Regions from separate parts of the Rattus norvegicus genome. Here region 1 is linked to region 2. Evidence: chromatin contacts called from public Hi-C data. All regions are on one chromosome and are shown on one strand. Each heading gives the region's core, a stretch centred on a gene start, on an enhancer-like site or on the middle of the called end of the contact. The rest is flanking DNA. Distances are from core to core; before and after follow the strand shown. Region 1 holds the start of Hnrnpa0 (heterogeneous nuclear ribonucleoprotein A0). Region 2 holds the start of Rmi1 (RecQ mediated genome instability 1).

Evidence for each region. Hi-C and Micro-C count contacts between places; a contact is called where the count stands out from the background.
Region 1: a contact with region 2 is called in a Hi-C map of liver, with 3 times the contacts expected there. The contact joins the promoter of Hnrnpa0 here to the promoter of Rmi1 in region 2. A contact is called at or near these places in 2 of 12 Hi-C or Micro-C datasets (hepatocytes and liver) and 1 of 1 datasets of contacts at active chromatin or transcription factors (oligodendrocytes).

Annotation. Positions count from the first base shown.
Region 1 is chr17:6,509,568-6,515,483 of GRCr8, forward strand. It overlaps Hnrnpa0 (heterogeneous nuclear ribonucleoprotein A0), which reads left to right and starts at 3,562. Exons shown (of 1, transcript NM_001400783.1): 1 at 3,562-5,916. The coding sequence starts at 3,802. The coding sequence ends at 4,725.
Region 2 is chr17:6,266,417-6,272,360 of GRCr8, forward strand. It overlaps Rmi1 (RecQ mediated genome instability 1), which reads right to left and starts at 2,835. Exons shown (of 3, transcript NM_001400626.1): 1 at 2,601-2,835. It overlaps Hnrnpk (heterogeneous nuclear ribonucleoprotein K), which reads left to right and starts at 4,824. Exons shown (of 15, transcript NM_057141.1): 1 at 4,824-4,908; 2 at 5,268-5,365. The coding sequence starts at 4,851.

The DNA.
Region 1 (5,916 bases), core at 2,312-4,811, 240 kb after region 2:
ACCCCCAAGTGGGTCATGACCTACATGTTGAGAACCCCCGGTCTAAGGTAAGATTCCAGTGGATATCTGCAAGACACAGTGGAGACCAGGGCATCATCTTGTATCCATTAGGATAGCTCCTTGATCTTCTGGGCTTGTCTCCTTGCCATTTACCGCTAGTTTTGATTACTAGAGTATGAAGCCCGGCTCCGACTGTCGCTGGAGGATCAGCTATAGCACCGTTGACGAGCTGGCTGGAGGGTCCTTCTGCACTGAGCAGTATAGGAACTGTAAGGGGTGGAGGAGAAAGAAGCCTGGGCAGCAGGAGGTGGGAGCCACAGTGGGTGGCACCTCCCAAGGCCTCAGATATGGGGACCCCTTTAGGTCACTTAAGTGCTACAGCTCTATGTGGGCTGAGGGCGTGAGATCCCTCTGCCTGTGACAGCACCCAGTGTTACAGCTGTGGGCCTGGGTGTCCTTGAAGACTTGATAGTGCTGTGGGACTCTTCTGGTGACCAGAGCCTGTATTTCCTACTCTGTGGCTACTGATAGCCTGTTCTTCCTCATTCTCAGCCTTCCCTCCCGCTGCCCCCACCCTGCTGGCCACCCCTAACTGGCAGGTGCTGTGACTACAGCTGTCGAGTGGCTGGTAGGTTGGCTTTCAAAGGCCCCGAGTGCTGCTTCCTGGGGTGTCCCTGCTGCTTGCTGCTCCTTTTCAGCCAATTACCCTGTCAGGCTGTACAACTAGACCTGGGTAAGCAACGATCACTAGAAGGAAACTTCAGTGGGTCAACTGTTGCCATAGCAGGGAAGGCGGCATGGGAGTGTTTTTCGGCTGACACACCATGTGGGTCTGACCATCTTCCTTACATCACCCTCTCTAGACCACAATGGGAAGGAAGGCCCTTCTGGGGTAGGAGAAAATAAGAGTTTACTCAAGCACCATAATAATCTGGTAGAATGCCTTCTAAGGTGTGTGTGTGTGTGTGTGTGTGTGTGTGTGTGTGTGTGTGTGTGTGGTGTGTGGACTGTAAAATACCATCCTCTAGTCCACACACAGCTGTTGTAATCGCAACTGACAGCAGCTGTGGATGCCCGCCTGAGGTCTGCCCAAGAGTTGGCTCAAACGCAGTGAGGCAGGGGTGGCATAGGGACTCGAGGGTTCCTACCCTCACTTTGGACCTATTTGTCACTGACATATTCAAGAAGAGGGGGCTGTTGTCTTTGTGTACTCACAGGTGGCCCCACCAGGCTCCAGTGCATAGGTCCAACTCAATAGTCAAAAGAAAGTCCTGGTTAAACTAAATGGTCAGGAAAATAAAATCGGCATGAATCCGAGAAAGGGACCATAAGGAAGAGCTGGGTTGACACGGGTGGGAGAGAATAATCATAAACTGTCAAAAGGCAAAATCGATTAAAAAAAAAAAAAAAAAAAAAAGACCTGAGGCCAGAGAAATGACTCAGAAGTTAACAGCACTGGCTGCTCGGGTTGGATTCCCGGCGCCCACATGGTGGCTTTAAATCATCTGTAACTCCAGACGAACACCAAACAGCTCCTTGCCTTGAACTTTCTGCTTGCTGTGCTATTTTAGCCCTCCCGTGTTCAAACACCGTGATGCACACCCCACCCGACCTGCCGCTTGAATCCAATCCTGGCGTACAATTTTGGGGCAATAAAGCTACGGTCTTAAAAACCATTACTTAAAATGTTTTAAACATCATGTATAGGTGCGGGTGTCTGCATATGCACATGAGTGCAGGGGTGTGTGCAGAGGCCAGAGCTTCCATTAGGGCGGAAGCTCTCACCAGGGTGCTGGGAACTGACCAGAACTCAGGTCCTCTGGAAACAGCAAGTGCTGCTAACCAGTGAGCCATCTCTTCAGCCCTCAAGTTTATTTTAAAATGGGGGCGGGGGGGAGCCCCACGTTTTCCTTGTTGTATGTACTGGCTGATTTTGTGTGTCAACTTGACAGAAGGTAAGAGCCATCGGAGAGAAAGGAGCTTCAGTTGAGGAAATGCCGTGAAATTCGGCTAGAGGGCATTTTCTCAACTAGTTGATCAATGGGGAAGGCCTAGCTCACTTTGGGTGGTGGGTGCCATCCTTGGTGGTCCTGTGTTCTATAAGAAAGCAGGCCGAGCAAGCCATGTGAATCGAGCCAGTAAGCATCATCCCCCCCTCCTGGTTCTAGTCTTGCTTGAGTTCCTGACTTCCTCCAATGATGGACTATGAAGGGGAGATGGAAACCAAATAAACCCTTTCCTTCCCAGCTTGCTTTTTGGTCATGGTGTTTTCGTTGCAGCAAGAGAAACCCTGAGACACTGTAGAAATCGAGATCTTGTCTGTGAACACTAAGCACTGTACCCGACAGTTTTTAATCTAGCTATATTGAATAAAGTTGGTAAAATGGCTGTATGTGTTCACGAAGCTGGCAGCAGGGCACAGAGGTGCACCCGAATGAGGAAGATGGAAAGTAACGGGAAAGGGGTTGCTGGGGACACAACTCTGATTCGTGAAGCCCTGACTTTATATTCCCAAACCACAGGAGGGATGGTGGTGAGAACGTAATAAAAATGTGAAAACTTCATAGAACATGCTTGGGGGGGCTAATATCCCATGAGTTCGAGGTCAGCCTGGGCTGAATAAAGCCCGTCTCAAAGGTAGCAGCGTTCAGAAGGGGCAGATTAAACACTGGCTGGCTCGCACGGAACATGTCTGCAGGAGTTTGCTGCAGAGGAACAGGGCGGAGCATCGCTAGCCGCTACCACGGGCCGGGCTCGGGCCTTGTCTGGGTCACCCGGCCTGAAGGGCTTTGGAGTTGTTAATTTCTCACGGACTCGCTTGGGCGAGCAGAGTGGCACGGGGCAAGAGTCACATTAGCTTAACCGGGCCACCAGCCCACCGTAAACGGCCAATAACCGCTTTGGGGGGTCAGGCCTCGGCCCACCATCTTTGTGCCGCCCGAGGGGAGCTGACGCCAGGTGCGGGCCGGCCCCAACAGTCAAGTTTTCAAAAAGCCCGCGCGGGGCCCCGGGCAGATCCGTTGGGAACGGCCAGAATTCCCGCGAGGGCGCGCGAGGACGAGGCGTGCGGGCGACAGCCAGCTCCGCACAGGAGGCGCCGGGCCAGCGCTCAAGAGGTGCGCGCCCGTCCCGCAGCGGCGGAAAACGGAAGTGTGATCCAGGTTCTGTCGCTGATTGGCTATCCGGACACGTCCCTCAAGGGGCTGGCGCGAACGCCACTGAGGAGTTGGGCCTGGGGATCCGGCAAAGGGAGGGAGGGAAGGCTGCGGGAACAGCCGCGCGGCTGACAGGAAACGCTCCGCGGACGCGCGCGGAGGGCTTTGGCGGGCCGTCTCCGGGGTGCTGCAGCACCGCGTCGAGGGCGAGCGTGGAGGCGGAAGAAGCGGCAGACGCCAAGGAGCCCGAGGCCGGGACGGAAACCGCGGAGGGCGGGGAGGCCGCGGCCTAGAGCGGCGCTGCGGCGCGGTAGGCGGGACTAAGGCGAGCGCGGAGGCGATTGGCTGGCGGCCCGGCGTCGCTGGTGACGCACCGCGCGGGGAGGGTGCGCGCGCCTTCAGCGGCCTCTTTGTGTGGTGTCCTGATAGGGGAGCGGAGGTGGCGGCCGCGGCGGCCCTGGTAGGGTTCCAGCGTCCTCGGCTCGCCCTCGGGCCGGCAGCGCGCCCCTTCCCTCCCCCTCCCGCCCCTTCCCCGCCGGCGGCGGCGGCGGCCGGGCCCGGGCTCTGACGAGGCCTCGGCGACCGCTTAACGGCGACGGCGACGCCGCGGAGCGCGCAGGGCGGGGGCAGGGCCCGGGCGTCCGACATGGAGAACTCGCAGCTGTGCAAGCTGTTCATCGGCGGCCTGAACGTGCAGACGAGTGAGTCGGGGCTGCGCGGCCACTTCGAGGCCTTCGGGACGCTGACGGACTGCGTGGTGGTGGTGAACCCCCAGACGAAGCGCTCCCGCTGCTTCGGCTTCGTGACCTACTCGAACGTGGAGGAGGCGGACGCCGCCATGGCCGCGTCGCCGCACGCGGTGGACGGCAACACGGTGGAGCTGAAGCGCGCCGTGTCGCGCGAGGATTCGGCGCGGCCCGGGGCCCACGCCAAGGTGAAGAAGCTGTTCGTGGGCGGCCTCAAGGGCGACGTGGCGGAGGGCGACCTGATCGAGCACTTCTCGCAGTTCGGCGCCGTGGAGAAGGCGGAGATCATCGCCGACAAGCAGTCCGGCAAGAAGCGCGGCTTCGGCTTCGTCTACTTCCAGAGCCACGACGCGGCCGACAAGGCGGCGGTGGTCAAGTTCCACCCGATCCAGGGCCACCGCGTGGAGGTGAAGAAGGCGGTGCCCAAGGAGGATATCCACGCGGGCGGCGGGGGCGCGCGGGCGGCCCGGGGCGGGCGCGGCGGCGGCCGGGGCCGCGGCGGCGGCGGGGGAGGCGGCGGCGGCCGAGACCAGAACGGGCTGGCCAAGGGCGGCGGCGGCGGCTACAACAGCTACGGCGGCTACGGGGGCTACGGCGCCTACGGGGGCGGCGGCGGCGGCGGCTCGTACGGCGGCAGCGACTACGGCAACGGCTTCGGCGGCTTCGGCAGCTACAGCCAGCACCAGTCCTCGTACGGGCCGATGAAGAGCGGCGGAGGCGGAGGCGGAGGCGGCGGCAGCTGGGGCGGCCGCAGCAACAGTGGACCGTACAGAGGCGGCTACGGCGGCGGCGGCGGCGGCGGCTACGGCGGAGGCTCGTTCTAGAAGCCGGGTTCCGGATGCCAGCGGCGGCGGCGGCAGGCGCGGCCTCCCTCGCCCTCCGCGCCCACCCCAGGTGCCCCCGGGAGAGCCGCTCACCCCGGGGGGCGCGACCCCCGCTTGCCTGCCCGTCCCCGTCCCCCCGAAGGTGGACTCGGCCCCACACACACATTTTTGTGTTACAGTCATTGATGGACTCTATTTTTTTATTATTACTTGGACCTTGGTCGTTTTTATACTAGCAAGATGTCTCGTTTTAATTTGTGTTTTTTGGGGGGGCGGCGGGCGGGGGGCTGAACTTGCTGATTCTGTAGCAAAACCGGGGTGGGGGTTGGGTGGGAGGGTAGTTTACTTTGTTGTAAGGACTTGATACCTGGCTACAGCGTTTTCTATGAAACCTACTTGGATCCCATGCCTGAAATTTGGAAGCATATGTACAAAAATCATTTTTACGTTTTATTTTTAATAAATCATTGTGTTTGACCGTACATGTCTAACATTTTTTTTCTAGGATCCACTCCTTACCGTTTTAAAGGAAATTTTTGTTAGGTTTTGATGTGTACTTTGAGAAGCTTCAAGGAGGTCTTGTGGGTTCTTTTTTTTTTCTCCTTCCTGTTTGCCCAGTTAGTGATGTGTTGAATTTAACCTTTTACAGACAAAACGTTTTGAAGTGGTGGATGTGGCTGTTCAGTTTCTGTGCATCCATCTCTGTAATAAGCGGTTTGCTTATCATCTTGACATGGTTGGTTCTTCTTTCTCTGAGAATTTACTCAAAATATGTACTGTGTAGTTTTAAAAGAAACAGTTTGTGTTTAAAGCATGTGTTCTCATTCATATAAACTGTTTAAAACTTTTTTAGATGACCTAGTTTCACCCTTATTGGTTTGTCTGTAATGAATGGTTACAAATAAGGGTTCTATTTTACCCTAACACTAAATGAGTTTTTTTAAGATGTATTTTCAGAGCAGGTTTAAAAAAAACCGTTTCTTCCCTAAGTCTGAACTTTGTCCTTTTAAGTCCAACCGATGTAGCACCATCTGCTGGTAGAGTGGCAGTATAGCTGCAAGAAAGTTGGTTTAAAAAAACCAATTTCATCAGATTTAGCAGTTTGCCACCAGAAGTCTGCAGACTTGAAAGGTCCGCATTTACTTGTAGCTGAGACGGGCTTCCCAGGAGTGTAGTTAACAGCCCGTGATC
Region 2 (5,944 bases), core at 1,585-4,084:
TATCACACCCAGCTCTAACGTTTTTTTAGGAACTATTCAATGACATGAAAATATATTAGTATTTCCTTAGCATAATAGTGACATAAAATTACAAAACTTAGTCCTCACCAATTTTACGGTAAGAAAAAATACTTATTAACTTTTGTACCTGATAGATTTTGCTAATAATACATTATCTACATTCTAAAAACTACTAAGAATAAAACAGAACAAAGCAGGAAAATTCTACTACTTACCACTAAGGTTTAGGCATACTTGACTCCATGATTAGTTTTCAATCAGATTCAAATTTTTTAATAGAATACTATCCCTAGATATTGTATGTGATGTTCAATCAATAGGTGAGATCTTAAATCAGTAACAAATATTTATATTCATTTTATGTTTCTATTTTCTTCTAAAAATTAAGTTGGGCCAGGAAGATGGCTTAGGGTAAAGGTCCTGCCACCAAACGTAATAAATGAGTCCACTCCTATGGTCCAATGGGTAGAGGAGAGAACCAACTCCACAAGGCTGGCTGTGGCTCCCACTTGCTTGTATAGCCATGTGTGCACAGTCACACATCCAATATGTTAAAAAAAAGAAAAAAACACCTATTTTTGACTTGTTAAAGACACCAAGATAACTTCAGGATTCTTGGAAGGTAATCCAAAAAGAAAGTCAGAGGTAAAAAGTGATGTATTAGCACTGACGTAAGTGATCATGAAGCCGGACTGGCCAGCAGCAACACACTTCTTTATCCCAGTACTCGGAGGCAGAGGCAATCGAAGCTGAGATTGAGGACAGCCTGGGTCTACAGAGGGAGCTCCAGCCAGGGATACACAGAGAAGCCCTGTCTTGAGGGAAAAAAAAATAAAATAAGGAGACAATTCCATTTAGGAGTGTGTAACCCAGCTCTGTTTCTGTCACCTTGGATATGGTTTTTATCCTCAATATTTTTCCTTATATATGCATGTGTGGAGTTTAGAGTTCAACTTGAGAGTCAGTTCTCTTCCCCCATTCTAGAGATGAAATTTACATCATCAGGAGCGGCCTTGGCAGCTCCACCTCCCAGCTGCTTCAATTAAAGGCAAGAACCACCATAGTTTACTCTACTTTTCAAAAAACTCCCTCATACATAAAACAACCACAACTTACTCAAAGTACTGTAATAAGCATTAAACTGTTAAAGTGGCAAACAGGAGAGAACTCAGGATATGGTGCCTATAGTGTTTTAAATATTATCCCAGCCAGCTATTGGAAAATGATAATAAATCCCACAGCTAAGTAATACCGGATCCGAATTGACACTAAAGTATTGGACTATACCATTTAACCATTAACTCCCGGCGTAGCCAGAGCCACTAAATGCAGCAAACTGTCACGGGCTTTGTTGTGCCACCCCAGTTTGGGGCCTCCACACTCTAAGGGTTATGCCAGTGAGATAGATAGGCAGCCTGGGGTTTTAATAATGAAAACTTCCAACTCTAAATAGAAAATGAAGGATGGCAAAAAGACAGATTTTGATTACTCAAAGAGAAAACCTACCAAGTGAGAGAGAGGAAAACAAACGGGTGTAGCTGGGGGCAAGAACAGTCCCGCCACACAATCTAGAGGAAGCAATCTCTCCCCAGAGTCTAGTCAAGAAAACTGCTGAACAGTTTCCTTCAGATTCCCGCTTCCCCTTAACTAAAAAGGAAAAAAAAAAAAGTTTTTAGCCGGGTTGTGGTGGCTGCGGTGGACGCTGTGCAAAGGCAGAGGCAGGCGGATCTCTGAGTTCCAAGCCAGCCAGGGCTACGCAGAGAAACTGCCTCATGGCGGGAAAATGTAATAGAAATACTAATTTAGCTGGCCATGGTTGTGATCGCCTTTAATCTGGGCCCTGGGAAGTAGAGGATCTTTTGAGACTCCATCTCAAGAACCCAAGGTATTAAAACTTGAGCCAGGAGTGGGGACACACCCTTTCGATGCCAGCATTTGAGAGGCGGGGACAGGAGATCTAGATAATAAACCCGGAGACAGTCGGGGATGCCTTAAGTTGCCTCAAAGCAAGACCACCCTCACTTTGTGCCTCGCCGAGTCCCCAGTCTCCTCTGCCAGCTAGGTAAAGAATGGCTCAACTGCGAGATGGCAGAGCTATTTAAAAGGGTGCAGCTGTACGTGTTTTGGGATTATTCAAGGGAAGGGTAGGACGGGGTGCACTCGCACAAACGCCTCCCTGACTGGAGACCGCTTCCACAGACGAACATCTTGACACTTCAGCAAGACTTTGGGGCCGTTGGAAGACCGCCGTGAGGGTGAGTAGGGAGGGGAGCGCCCACAGTGACCCTTCCCCCCGGTGGCCCGGCCGCGGCCGGGCAGCCTGCGTGCGTGCGAGCTTTCCCGGGAGGAGCGCGGCTGCCCGGACGCTCGGCCCAACACGGAAGTGCGTTCGGGCCCCCTCAGAGTTGGCGCTGAGGGGCGCCGCTTCCAGACCTCCCCCGCCCTCCCCGCCGGGCGAGCCGTTAGCGAAGCGGGTTTCCCGGGCGCCGCGGAGGGGCGCAGAGTCCGCAGCGCGGGGAGGGAGGGGGGGATCGAGCGAGACCCGACGGTCAGCGGTGGAACCCGGGCCGAGCACCGACCTGGCCTTGCCGCCTCGCCTCGCACGACAGCGGCAGTAGCGTGATCCCGGGGCCGCGCGCCGCCCGGTGCTCTCCCTTTCCTGTTCCTAGGGTTTTCTCTTCCCCTCTCTTTTCACTTCTTCCCGCCCAATCCGCCGCGCTCGGGCGTCCCTCCTCCTCCTCCAGCCCCCGCCCAACTCCCTCGGGGCTCGAAAATCCCCCGCGGCCGCCCCCTTTCCCCGCACACGTGAGCAGCCCGCCCAAGTCTCGCGAGAGGATTGTCACTTCCCCTCCCCCTCACTACAGAGTGCGCGAACGAGAAAGGAGGAGGGCGCTCCAGGCGACAGCGCTGCAGACGCCATTATCCTCTGCTTCTCCGCTGCACAGACGTCGCCGTCGTGCTCGTCTCCCACTCGATTGCGGCCTGTAGGTATCGGGGCGATTGGGGCTTCGGGGTGGCGAGTCCCGGGTGCGGGTTGGCGCCCCGGGATGGCGGCTCAGGCTCTCCCCACACCCGGGTTTTCTCAGGCCCGCGGCCTTACAGCCCAAAGGGAGTCGCCGGCGGAAGGCGGGGTTCTCGGCGCCGTAATTGACGCGGCCTTGGGCCAATCGCTTCGCCCTCGCACCACCGCCGAAGCCTGGGCAGCCAATGGGGCGCGACGCTGAGGTGGGAGGGGGTTTGTCCTCGTTCTCTGTCTAGCAGTGACCGACCGTCGGAGGCGGCGCGGCCGGGAGGCAACGGCGGACTCGCGCGGTGAGCAAGGCCGGGCGAGCCGCGCTTGCGGGAGCGGGGCCGGACCCCTAGTCGGCTGTCGTGGGGGCGCTCGGGCCGGTCATGGCCGGCCGGGGAACGTTGCCCGGGCTCCCCTCCCCCACCGCCGCCATTTCCCCGAGCGTGCCTCTGCAGTTGGCGTGCTGGGGCTAGATGGTGTCAGGGGCCGGTGGGGAAAGGCCTGTGGGCTTAGGACCCGGGCGCCCAGTGTGGAGGGAGCGCCGGGCTGGCCGGTGGGCTCGCGGGTGTCGTGCGCCGCGGCGCCCCCGCCGCCCTCTTTGTCCCTCCACAGCGTGGGCCTCCCTCCCCCAGGTGGGGGTGCTGCGCGGCGGGGCGGATGGGGCGGCCGCGGCTCCCGCGGCTGCTTTGTCTCGGGCAGTGGGGGAGGTGCGGGGGACGGGCGCTCGCGAGCCCGCGTGCTGGGTGGGGGAGGGGGGTCTCGCGCGACTCCGCCTAGTCGCACGTAGTCGCCATTACGCGGGCCGCCATTTCCTGTCGGGTCCGGGTGAGGAGAGCCTCGGCGCGCCGCTCGGCGACGGTAGCGGGGCGCTTCGTGGGGCCGGGCCGTGGGCGGGAGGACGACGCGTGCTGTCTGTCGCTCGGCGGACCTGTTAGTGCTAGCGGGTTTCGGGGACCGCGGCTACAGGGCGAGGGCTCGACTATCTTGCGTAGACCCTGGTGCTCATTTGCTTGAACCCCTTTGCCCTCGCAGCTGGAGCTTGAGCAGAGTAACCGGGCTCGGCGTTTCAAGTCACCGTCAGGGTGACAGACACTTGCAGCCGGCGTTTTGGAATAGGAGAAGTCATAAGTGCGATACCCGTGATATTCTGTGCTAGTCCTTGGTTTGGTAGGACCACAAGTTGACCGGACCAGTTGTAGCGCTTTGGTTGCAGTCTTGGAGAGTTGAATAAGAGGCGAAATTGTTGGGAGGCAGCCTTTCTAACATCACTTAAAATAGTGGTGCTGGTGGTTAAAGGCTCCGTGGCTTTGCGATAACTGTGGTAGTAATATCAATCTGGTGCCTTAATCAGAATTTTAGATTTCTCTGTGTGAAAGTTTAATGTAGTTTGTATTTGCCGTTAGGTTTTGTGAGGTTGGCAGATTTAATTGATTAGTGTCAGTCACGACAGGGGTGGGGGCACAAGTAACTACTAGTCCTAGCTTTGTGATAAGACTTGGTCTTTTCAAGAATTAGTCTTGTGAACAAAATTTTAAGTCGGCTGGCTTTTCCGTTGTAATGAAATGAAGCAAGTTGCTGAGGACAGAATTACTGATGTTTTATTTCTTTGGGGGGGGAGGTTTTGGTGGTGGAAGTGGTTAGACTTTTGTTTCATTGAGACAGTCTGAATAGTCTAAAAGGAATCCATTACACCTGTCTCTCAATTTGTATAGTTTTTAAAAATTGTAAACAAAATAGTCTTTGCTTTCTGATAAGCCAAATATACAAGCTAGCTTCTTTTATTTTTTAACAGATTGGTGGATCCATTTAGTTCAAGAAAATGGAGACCGAACAGCCAGAAGAAACCTTCCCTAACACCGAAACCAATGGTGAATTTGGTGAGGAGATACTTTAATTCTAATCAATTGTATATTTTCTGTTCCGTTACTTTTCACCATCAATATCACGTTTGGTATGTTCTGTTTACCTCTTACATAGATTTTAATTCTGTAGTCTCGAGTTTGTATGTTACATCTTCGTTTTTATGAAAAGAAGTAACCTTTTCTTGTACTGGTTAGAAACCAGTACAATTTTTTTCCACCCACCATTTTTAATCCTTTAATATATTTATTAAAATAAGGTCTTTGATGTTAGGAAGGAAGAAGACAAAGACAGGGACTTAAAAACGTGGTTTCAGCTACCTCTTCTTGGGGATTTAAATTCTTGGGTAACTTAAAATTTAAACTTTAATTTCTAGGTAAACGCCCTGCAGAAGATATGGAAGAGGAACAAGCCTTTAAAAGATCTAGAAATACTGATGAGATGGTTGAATTGCGCATTTTGCTTCAGAGCAAGGTATAAGCTTTTTTTCCTCTAAATTTTGGAAATTAGTGGACAAATAGAAATGATTTTTTTTTTTTTTCACTTTGAGCTCTGTTTTGACTCTGGAAAGCTTTCATAGCTTTATACATAAGCGTTTTCCATGGGTTCGTTTGTTTTGAGCTCTTGATCCTCTGTCTGCCTTTGAGTTCAGGGAGTATGGGGTGCACTGTCACATTTAGTTGCTGTGGTTCTTGATGATGATAAGCAGGCTTCAAAACTGCAGGTAGTGCTGAATTTGTGATGGTGAAAACCCTATTACGGGGTCCACCTCACGTAAACTAGAAAAGGAGTGGAGTGACTGTAGACATTCCAGATTTTAGGTGTTGGCTGCATTTTATTACCCGAAGCTAGTTTATTTAATTTTACCCTATCACTCTGTTCAAGTCGTAATATAAAAGTAGTTGCTGCTTAGATTCTATTTGTTTTTATAAGAAGGCACTTGTAATCTATACTTTATCCGTGCCTGATGTTCTACTAAATATTCCAAAGACCTGTTGTAAAACAATATCCATCTTGATAGTTCTCAAGATTTTTAGTGCTGTGCAAACTATT